Linked DNA regions of Nothobranchius furzeri: region 2 is linked to region 1. The links are chromatin contacts, called in public Micro-C maps. All regions are on one chromosome and are shown on one strand. Each heading gives the region's core, a stretch centred on a gene start, on an enhancer-like site or on the middle of the called end of the contact. The rest is flanking DNA. Distances are from core to core; before and after follow the strand shown.

Region 1 (4,787 bases), core at 2,026-4,525:
AACAGAGGTGGGAAGACTTGCTGGCGCTACCGCTGCCTCAGGGTGTCTGGCACTAAAGCTGACTGCAAATACAGCAGGGAGAGAAGGAGAAGGAGTGGGAGGAGTGGAGAGACAGAGACAGTGAGAGAGAGAGAGAGAGAGAGAGAGAGGGAGAGAGAGAGAGAGAGAGAGAGAGAGAGAGAGGAGGAAGGGAAGGAGGAAAAAGATGGACAGAAATCCAAAAGGGAAAGAGGGGTGTGTGTGTGTGTGTGTGTGTGTGTGTGTGTGTGTGTGTGTGTGTGTGTGTGTGTGTGTGTGTGTGTGTGTGTGTGTGTAAAGGAACTGTTATTAAGGTGAAGAGACAAAAATGAGTCCTGCCTGTTTTTTAAGTCCCATTGCTGCAACCATGCTGTCTCCTAGCGCTGACTGTCTCTGTATCTCTCTCTCTCTCTCTCACACACACACACACACACACACACACACACACACACACACACACACACACACACACACACACACACACACACACATCAGAACAACAGGAACACAGTGATACCCAGAAAGGTTGAGTGAATGGTACTAATTTACCTCAAGCTAAATGTATGGAGACCACAAGCATATAATTGAACTGATCGCTCCTAATTCCTATGTAATGTTCTCCAGGACACTGCAACATTCTCTGTGACTCTAAGTACGCGCTAAGGATGGCCTTCCTTTTTGCGAATAAACGATTCCAGGCCAACTGTTTGCTGCACAGATACCGCCAAATTTGCAGATTGATTTAAGGAGCAATTATGCACTTGGCTTTTGAACCTCTGAGGCTTTGAAAATAAGTTGGTGATTGGCTCTTGGACAAAGTAAGCACATCTGACCAAAAGAGGCCTTGTCATAAGGAGAGAGTGTTGAAGAAGCCACAAGAGCACAGCAAACAAGAACATCGGTAACAGGACCTAATTACGGGCCTCCTGGGACTCGTGGGTACTGACCTAAGAGGCAACCGATGAGCACTTCAGAGGGAAAAAGACAAAACAACAATTATATCATCCACTGTTTTAATAAACCTTACATGGACATCACTCTTATGTGTGGATTTTCAATCTGAACACACATGCTGTGTTAACAGTTGTCAGAGTTACCACAATTACTGGTTCTCCTTTTGGAAATACCATTCATGTCAAGATCCATATTATAGTTATGACTGGGAATGCTGGATTACTCTGAAAGCTCTAAAATGGTTAATCTGGTGGGAAAAAAATAAAATATGAGTATGTTTGCTACTCAAAATTGTGGTTTGATTGTTTTAAATATGAAACTAAGATGAAATGTTTAATTTTATTTTACTGCTTTTCTAGCATCTTTTGTATTTGTTTATTTGCATGGGAAAGTGCATGGATGTACAATGTTGCCATAAATACACCAATTTTTGTGAAATGCTAATTTCAAATTGTAGTCCCATCAAACAAGCAAAACCAACTCAAATAATTCACTACAAACAACTAATAAAATCATTATAAAGCCTGTAAAAGTGACAGTATCTTTTAAAATGTTTTCAAAATATCATAAATTACCGCTAAGCCTTAGACTTTTTTTTTCTCAGCCATGCTTCACATATCTGTTTTTATGGTGTTTATTTAGCAGAATAATTATAATTTTCACCTTAAAGACTAAAACTCTGCAGTAGAGCGCAGCAGCAATGGTCTGTCTCAGCGTCAAATGAACAAGTGAGAATCTTTTACTTTCTAATTGAGAAAAAGCACAAATAAAGTTTTATTTTTAGCGCTTTCAAGCATCAGTCTTCTCGTCCCAAGGTGAAATTAAAGTTCACAAAAGAAGAGCATTAACTATGAATGGGCTGGTCAGTCCACAATCAGGAGAAATTCTAATTAGAAACACTAGTTGAGCAGCGTGGGGCCGTTTTTATGTGTTGATATTCGGGATGAGATCCTCTCTTCTCCACACTGAATTAGCATCATGGGAAATGTTGAGTATATTCTGAATGTTGGCTGTTTTTTATTTAACAGGTGGGCTCCTTATGGATATATATGGACAAACAATATGGGTGCCAACAGGGTTTGTCCGCAGGTTCCATGATGGCTCCACAGGGATTTTACTCACATTGATTTTTGTCCATCAGATGGTTCCAGACGGTATGACTCATACATGTGTGGGCAAATCCCTGTAGGGCCACCATAGAAGCCACGGACAGACCCTGTTGGCATCCATACGGGGTGCCCATATATATCCATAAGGGGCCCAGCTATGCATGCTGGCTGGGAGTCTATGCTGGAACGATTGATTATCATCATTTTACTCTAATGCTGTAGCTGCACGTATGATACAAACTCAATGGCTATCAGTGACAAATTCTCCAATTTGATGGAAGTGAAAGGATTATTCATTCAGTCACTCATAAAGCTCATGATTCCATATTTAGATCTGTGGTGGCTTTTGTGAAGAATAAGTAAGTAAGGCTCGGGGTGGCATGGTGGCACTGTTGCTTTGCAGCGAGAGGAAAGCTAGCTTGCCTGAAAAGCCACATTATTCAACCACAGCTGGTGTTTATTGACTGTAGGTGTTGGTTGTTACCCAGTTTGTGTAGTTAAATATTAGTTGTTGTAATATTAACTTCCTGCAAACTAAAGCTTCCAGTTTAGCTTCATGATGTCCTCTCATATAAGTCAGCTGTGGGTGATTTTTCATTCTGCAGGTTTGTTGTCATTTAGAAAAATAACACTTGAGAGTTTGGTTTTTAATAAAAGGACAGCTATTTTGTTCTGTTTTTGTGAAGAACAAATATAGATTAGTTTTGTTTTCACTGGTAGCAAAATGTCTTGAAAGCACTCGTCCCATAAAGCCATGTATAAGAGCAAACCACTCGCAACATTAACATAGCTCTTGTACTTTTGATTATGTTATTCCTGTTTAAATTAATAGAAACAGGAAGTAAAATAACGCATTTATTGCATATTACTGATGATACACACTGATGCGGTACATTTATACATCCAACATGAACAGTGTCGCATTTGATGTATCAAATCCAGGAAAAAAATACATCTAAATGAAGAAAAGTTATTTATAAAATCATATTATATCTATTTTTTTAAAGAACACACGACTGACTAAATGGACCTCTGTTCTTTAGAGGAACGGGTGTTACAAGGAAGTGTGATATATTTACCTGTCCTGTGAAAAACCTGTAAACTAATTTTTACAGTGTTCTTGGCCTGCATACCTGACTGATAATTCATATTTAGTAATTGGTTGTGATTAGAACCAAGCACACAGAGTTACTTGTGATGCTACTTAATGACTGCACCAATTAGAACACACAATTGTTTCAAAGCTACGCAGAAGCTGTTTAGAACTTCCTAGGAAAGAATGTTGTTATTTCAGGAAAGTCCGGTGAATTACCTGACCTCACCTTTCAAAATAAAACATGCCAGGGTGTGTGTGTGTGGGGTGTGTTTGCAGGTGGTGGACTGCTTCATCAGCTCCTTACTTTCAGAGAAAGACGCGGCCAACGAGCTTTTTCACGCACCTGCAGTTTCTGAGCTGTAGTGGTGACTCGAACATCTCGGGCTGCTTGTGGCTCAGCCAGTCCCATGACAACAGCCAGTCTCTGGGATCTGCTGAGACAGGACGGCCACAGTACCAGCCTGAAGCCCCCAGTCTGAGCATGCAAAGGCAGACAGCAGTATTTCATTCTGAGAGAGCCTTGGGGAGTCCAATTTATGCCTTTCTCTGGAGAAACCACACTAAAGTACCACAGGGAACCAAACGGGGAAAACAACTTGAGGAACAAGAGACTTCGGAGAAATTCAGGCAAAGTGTAATCGTAAAACTTTGCTGTGTGGATTAGGTCTGTCACAAAACTCTAAAAGGACAATTTTTATTTTACAGTTTGTGGGGGGAAAAAAACTAACATTAAGCTGTTGATCTTGTAGGTGCAAACGTATTACACAAAATATGATTTCTAAACTAATGTATAATACAAAAGTCGTCCAGGATTGTTAATAAAGCTCAGTGCAGATATAATAAATGTGTCCAAAGGTGTTAAGAGGAGAGCCAGATCCAAAACAAGCATCTATAAACAACTCCAGTCTCAGAAAAGTTGTGGTTTCTGTAATACATATTTTAAAAACATTTTGCAATGTGATTAAATTTGCATTACATGATTTTACACTGAATGAAGTAATGAAAAACATGAAAGCAGACCGAGTAGCAGCACCTAAAACCTTCAGGACAACCTGAAGCCTGGAGATGGTGAAGATGTTTAATAAAAAAGTGTTTTGTGACGATCAGGAAGAACATTTTGGTCCAAATGGATTAGCTGTTAGCTCATCAAAATAATCAGAACTTTTTACAGATCTCGGAATAACTGAACTATCATCTAAACTCAGCAACAAAGTGTGTATGTTGATTTGGTTTATTTCTGTAAAAACGAAATGGAGCAAATCTGTTTTGTTTGCATTTTTACAAGTGCGTACCTCATAAGTACTTATGTCGTCGTGCTAAGATACCATAAGAGGAGAAAATCAGTTTTTTCATGATGTGTTAAAAAGCATTTTGAAACTTTTACCAAAAGTCCTCCAATGTGTTCTGAATTTCTCTATCGTAGCCTGTGGCTTTGCTAATTTATCATTTCACCACAAACATGTTTTCAACTACAAATGGGGAGGATTGAGTTCGACTTTAACAACAAATAAACACATATGTTTGAGGTGGTAAAGTATTGCATGTTGGCACAAAAAAATCAACTAAAGCAGACCACAAAAATTAACCACAATTCACTCCATGTGTGACAC
Region 2 (5,033 bases), core at 607-3,106, 51 kb before region 1:
AATGAGACAAACATCACTATAATTGTTTACATGAAATTTTTAGCAAGACAATTCCCAACCATACTAACCCTGCAGCACATATTTTTAAGGATTTGAAGTTAGCTCTATCAGAGTGTCACCCTTATGATTAAACTGTTACTTCTCTAGTTTGGGGTTATAACCTGCTAATATAATGGGATCAGATTTTCAGTCACATCATCCTTTTCAGTATTTTTGTCTGCTGACTTTTGCTTTGAGGGCACGCGTTCCACTTTTAGGAAAAATGGAACCACTTTGCAGACTACCAACATACATAAAAATAAGCATGTAGATGGTTTTCCCTGCAAATGATTCAAGTTAATTAATAATAAATGAGAATTGATGTGATTTAAACTCTAAATATTTAGAATAAAAAACGATGTTCATGCTAATCCACATTTCTGGCTCCAGATCCCGTTGATCCTTATGAATTTTTTAAACCCTTTTTTTTAGCTTATAGATAAATTGTCCTAATTTTCTGCAGCTTGTGGAGTCACTTGCATAGCTCTTCCCTGGTTTTGTTTGGGATATGATAAATGACCTGCACTTGTATAGCACCTTTCAGAGTCAGAGGACTCCAAAGCGCTTTACACTACAGGCGTCACCGGTCTCTCCGACCACCACCAGTACGTAAGGTGGGTTAAGTGTCAAACGGAACTGGGATTGAACCTGCAGCCTTCCGATTACAGGACAACCTGCTCAACCACTTGAACTAATGCTTCCCCTGATATGACATGATGCATCATGGTGGTACAGTCCAAGTGCAAGCCATCAGCAATGACATCATATCAAATAAGTACTTCAGCTTCATTTTAAACCTCCGGAGCCAAATTCCACCAGGGTGAGTTCTCTTTTCCTTACATCTCCAGACTTTGCAGACATCTTGAGCTCAATGTTTGTTTATTTAATATCACTTTAGTTCTTTGCATCCTATTTCTCTTTAGCACTCTTCCTAAAGAGAGCAGATCTAAACCATTTAAAATTTTTACTTTGACATTATGCAAAAATTCCAAAGCCTAAAAACAAAGAGCCAGCTAATTAGTATACATTTTTGTCCTGTTATCTTTTCTTTTTTAGACCTCTCAGGACACGGGGAAGTGGTCACTTGCTGCAGTAAACACAAAGCTTTTGTTTGTGGGAATCAGCCTCAGGTGCAGTTGACCTCTGACCTGTAAGCCTGCAGGTTGAACAAAGGGCCATTAAGGGGAGCTTGGCAGCGTGCGTGAGACAGAACAGTTTACAAAGGGTTTAAATATTTTTATAGGTGTTATGTCATATATTATGCATGTAGTGACTCTAAATCAAAACAAATTCATAAATTGGACAAATACTTTGTTTTAGACAAAATGATCAATTCACTGGGAGTTTTAAGGACATCCATCCATCAAACGAGCGCAGACAGCTGCTATCAACGCTTGTGAATCCAGAGCAGGTCACTCTATCAGCAGTGATCATCTGACCACTAAAACAATGTTCCCTTGGAAGTATCTTCTTGTTGTCTTATCGCTGTTAGAAAAGAAGAGACAGGGCCTTTCTCCTCCGAGCCTGAGCTGGTGAAAGGTAGGTCCTTCAGACCCAGAAGCTACACGCAGAGCTTTCAGTCACTCATAAGGGAGCAAAACAGTCAAAGGTAGTTTGTGGGGCTGCATGCATGCTGACTGTATTTACATCTGGATCGGACAGGTTGGAGTAAAAAATAAAATATTAGGATTTCACTACTTCGTTGTTAACGGTGACATGAATCCAGCCTGTGGAGGACATGCTGTACAATCTAAGCATGAAACTACAGATGAGCCCTCCTCCCACCTCCATCTTCATCTCCACTCTGGCTCAACACTGCCACCCAGTGTTCACACTAGGTGAGGTTACACGGTTTGCTGGGTTCTGGGCAATAAAAGTAGGTAGAGAACATGACGTCACAGTCAAGGAAATGCATAGGATGGTCGGGAATTTTCCAAAGCGCCCTGGAGGGAGTACATCCAGACCCTAAACGGTCTTCACATAATGAGCAAACACAGACGAGGTTTGAAACAGCTATAAAATCAAATCAAAATATTAATAAACGTTCTGCATTCTAGCATGTGAGTCCCTAAAAATCTAATTTGTGCTGCTGTTGTCTGTTTGTAGAAACTTGTGTGAGTTTCTGGTGTGATTTGGAAGACTGAAGAGCACTTCTCAAGGGGATTCAAGCTGCTCATTACATTCCCAAAACTGTTCAACCAATCAACCAACCTATCATGATGACATTTCTTACAAAATTGTTAAAAAATATATATTTTGGGGGGGGGGGGGGGGGGGGGGGGGCATTTTTTTCTTACAGCTTTCTTCTGTAACGTTTCCCCCTCAGGGAAACATCTTTGTCACTGTTATCATTTTCCTGTTTTGGCCCGAAGCATGTTGCAGTCTCCAGAAAACTCTCCATAACACCACCTGTCAATCTCAGTGGGGTTCCTTTACACAATCCTAAAGAACCCCGACCCAGATTAGCGATAGAACCATGAGGCAGCAGCTCAGTGGCCTAAAGTTTTCTGTTTGTTTGAGAATTTCCAAACTGAGCTGCAGACCCTTTAACACACCTTATTAGCGTGTGTTGAGACTCAATTGAAGAAGCCATTCGAGCAGCTTGATCCTCGACTGCGCTACACCATGTAGAGATTACTGGTGTTGGTTTTCTTTCCACTGTGCAAGAAGAACCAAGGTCCCGCTTCGCTGCACCCGAGAATTTGTATGTATGCAACAATGGTGGAAACCTGATCATATTCAATAATTCATGACCATACAGAAACCCCTTCAACTCCATCCATTAGTTCCTCTAACACCTCTGGCCTAGCAGTACTTTGTAAGTTCTTGAAAACAAGAGAGCGTGTCTTTTTCAACCCCCCACCCCCACCCCCACCCCACCACCACCACCACCACCACCACCATCCACTGCCACCATGAATGGCAGTGCTCTGCTGCACTGACGGTGACTGATGTTCAGCAATTTCTTTATCCACTTGCCGCTTTCTTTACTTTCCGGCCAAGCAGAGTTTATCTGGAGATGGCTTCTCAGTGCAAAAACTGACTTTCAAGGAAGTAAAAAGGCATTGTTTTTAGATATTTTGTCTTAGTCATTGTATAACATGAAAAAAGTTCTACTTATAATAAGGTAAATATTCTTTAACCCTCTGATGCATGAATTATGAGATCTTCAATCATGATTTTTTAAACAATTTTTTTCACTCATCTTTAGGTGTGAAATTTCAACAAATATTTTTGTAATATTTTGTTAATTTACTAATAATTTATTACATGTCCATCTCAGTGGACAGCGTGCATTCTGAACATGAAATATGTTGGCTTGACTTACTGAAGTCCAAATGGAGGGGTTCAAATGCAATAAAGTCTTCAACAGCTGTGCTTAATAGCAAAAATAAAGAAATAACAATTTTGAGTACCTCTCCACTGTACTGACCATTATGCATCAAAGGGTTAATATGATTACATTCTCTTGTTTTAAGAAAAAATCAGCTAGTAAAAGCATTCTCAGTAACAAATGAATTGGACCGTCTACATTATGCTGAACCCACCCACGGGAAATATTACACTATGTCTGCAAAATTATTAATAGTTTGACAAATAAAACCCATTTTGTACACTTTAACATATAACATTCAGAAAACAACTAAAAAAAGGATCATTTGAATTCTCTTTGGGGAAATGATCTGACCAGACTGACAAGCTAACAGCTCGTTTGAGCATATCCACACGTGAGTTTAGTGGGTCAGGATTACTAGGCTTATTCATTCATTGTAAATTATGCTAATGCATCACTACTAACACGCTAACAGCAACACAACCCCTCCACTAGGTAACAATTGTAATGTTGATGTGCTATCTCCAGAAATAATTTTGCGTTCCAGTCTTCCTCGGAACTCTGAATTTCCAAGCAGGAAATGACAGAAAGGGCTTGTTTTGTGTTACAGCTTCCAAACTGGAAAAAATGGATGCTTCTAGTGTTGTTGAGTACTAAGCCATGTATTCTCCGCATCTAAATAATAGTGACACACACACCCTTCGACAGTTGCCAAATACAACCAGTAAAAAAAATTACACATCAAATGTAAACATATAAATGTGGCCAGGTGGAGGAACGAGGACCCGAGCAAGATCCAATCCCCAGACTCCCAGGTGAAAGTCATGCGCCAAAGTCAGCCAAAGGGACATCCCCTTGGCCAAGTAGCCAGGGCGCATGATCAATCGGGATACAGTGACACTCACCCTGTCACATCAACGCCAGAAAATATAAAAACCATAAACACCTGTCAATTTTGGTGGCAATATTAATTTTTTCAACAACGTAACTATGGATAACAACTATTAACAACTTACCAGTGCTGTTAAATAGCAAAAGAAAAAAAAAACAGAATATAAAATGCAACACATTCTCACATTGGTAGCAGCTGAAACTGACGAAGGGTGACCAAGCGGGAGGCAACGTGCTGCGCCAGAGCATCGCTTTCCGACACCCGAGGTAAAACGGAAGTTTTACCAACATTTTACCTCTAGCCTTTAGCAATTTAACCTTCCCCTCTCCCCCATCCTAACCTTAACCCAATTTCTCTTTCTACATGTCCCATTAACCATGTTTGAGAGGAATGATACAACAAGAAACAAAAGTTTTGCATGTGCAAGTGGGTTAAGGTTAGGATGGGGTTGAGGGGAAGTTTAAATGGCAATAGGGTAAAGGTCACAATTCGCTAAAATTTCCGCTTTACCGCGGGCGTTGAAAAGCGCTAAACAAAGGCTTGATCACCCTTTGCCAGTGTCAGCTGCTTCGGGTGTGAGAATGTGTCGATAAAGGAGAAAAAATAAAGACAACTACTTCCTGGTAGCACTAAGCGCAGCCATCTTTAAACTTTTTGATCTCGGGGTCCTCTGAAATCTACGAGCTCGCACCTCCTAATTCTGAGTTCATTGCATCATTTCAGGCTAACTTATCTTGGAGAAGCAAGTTCCGAGGACAAATGGAACGC

Evidence for each region. Hi-C and Micro-C count contacts between places; a contact is called where the count stands out from the background.
Region 2: a Micro-C map of tail fin shows a contact between it and region 1, with 15 times the contacts expected there. The contact joins two enhancer-like sites. A contact is called at or near these places in 2 of 2 Hi-C or Micro-C datasets (skeletal muscle and tail fin).

The regions. Positions count from the first base shown.
Region 1 is chr16:30,442,234-30,447,020 of NfurGRZ-RIMD1, reverse strand. No RefSeq gene overlaps it. Among protein-coding and RNA genes, the nearest start is that of LOC139063487, 10 kb to the right of the region's middle. Within about 2 kb of position 3,275, at least 1 of the 3 cell types and tissues checked has an H3K27ac peak or open chromatin away from gene starts, as enhancers often do. A contact at or near this core is called in tail fin, where this site is marked.
Region 2 is chr16:30,491,629-30,496,661 of NfurGRZ-RIMD1, reverse strand. No RefSeq gene overlaps it. Among protein-coding and RNA genes, the nearest start is that of dlx4b, 51 kb to the left of the region's middle. Within about 2 kb of position 1,856, at least 2 of the 3 cell types and tissues checked have an H3K27ac peak or open chromatin away from gene starts, as enhancers often do. A contact at or near this core is called in tail fin, where this site is marked.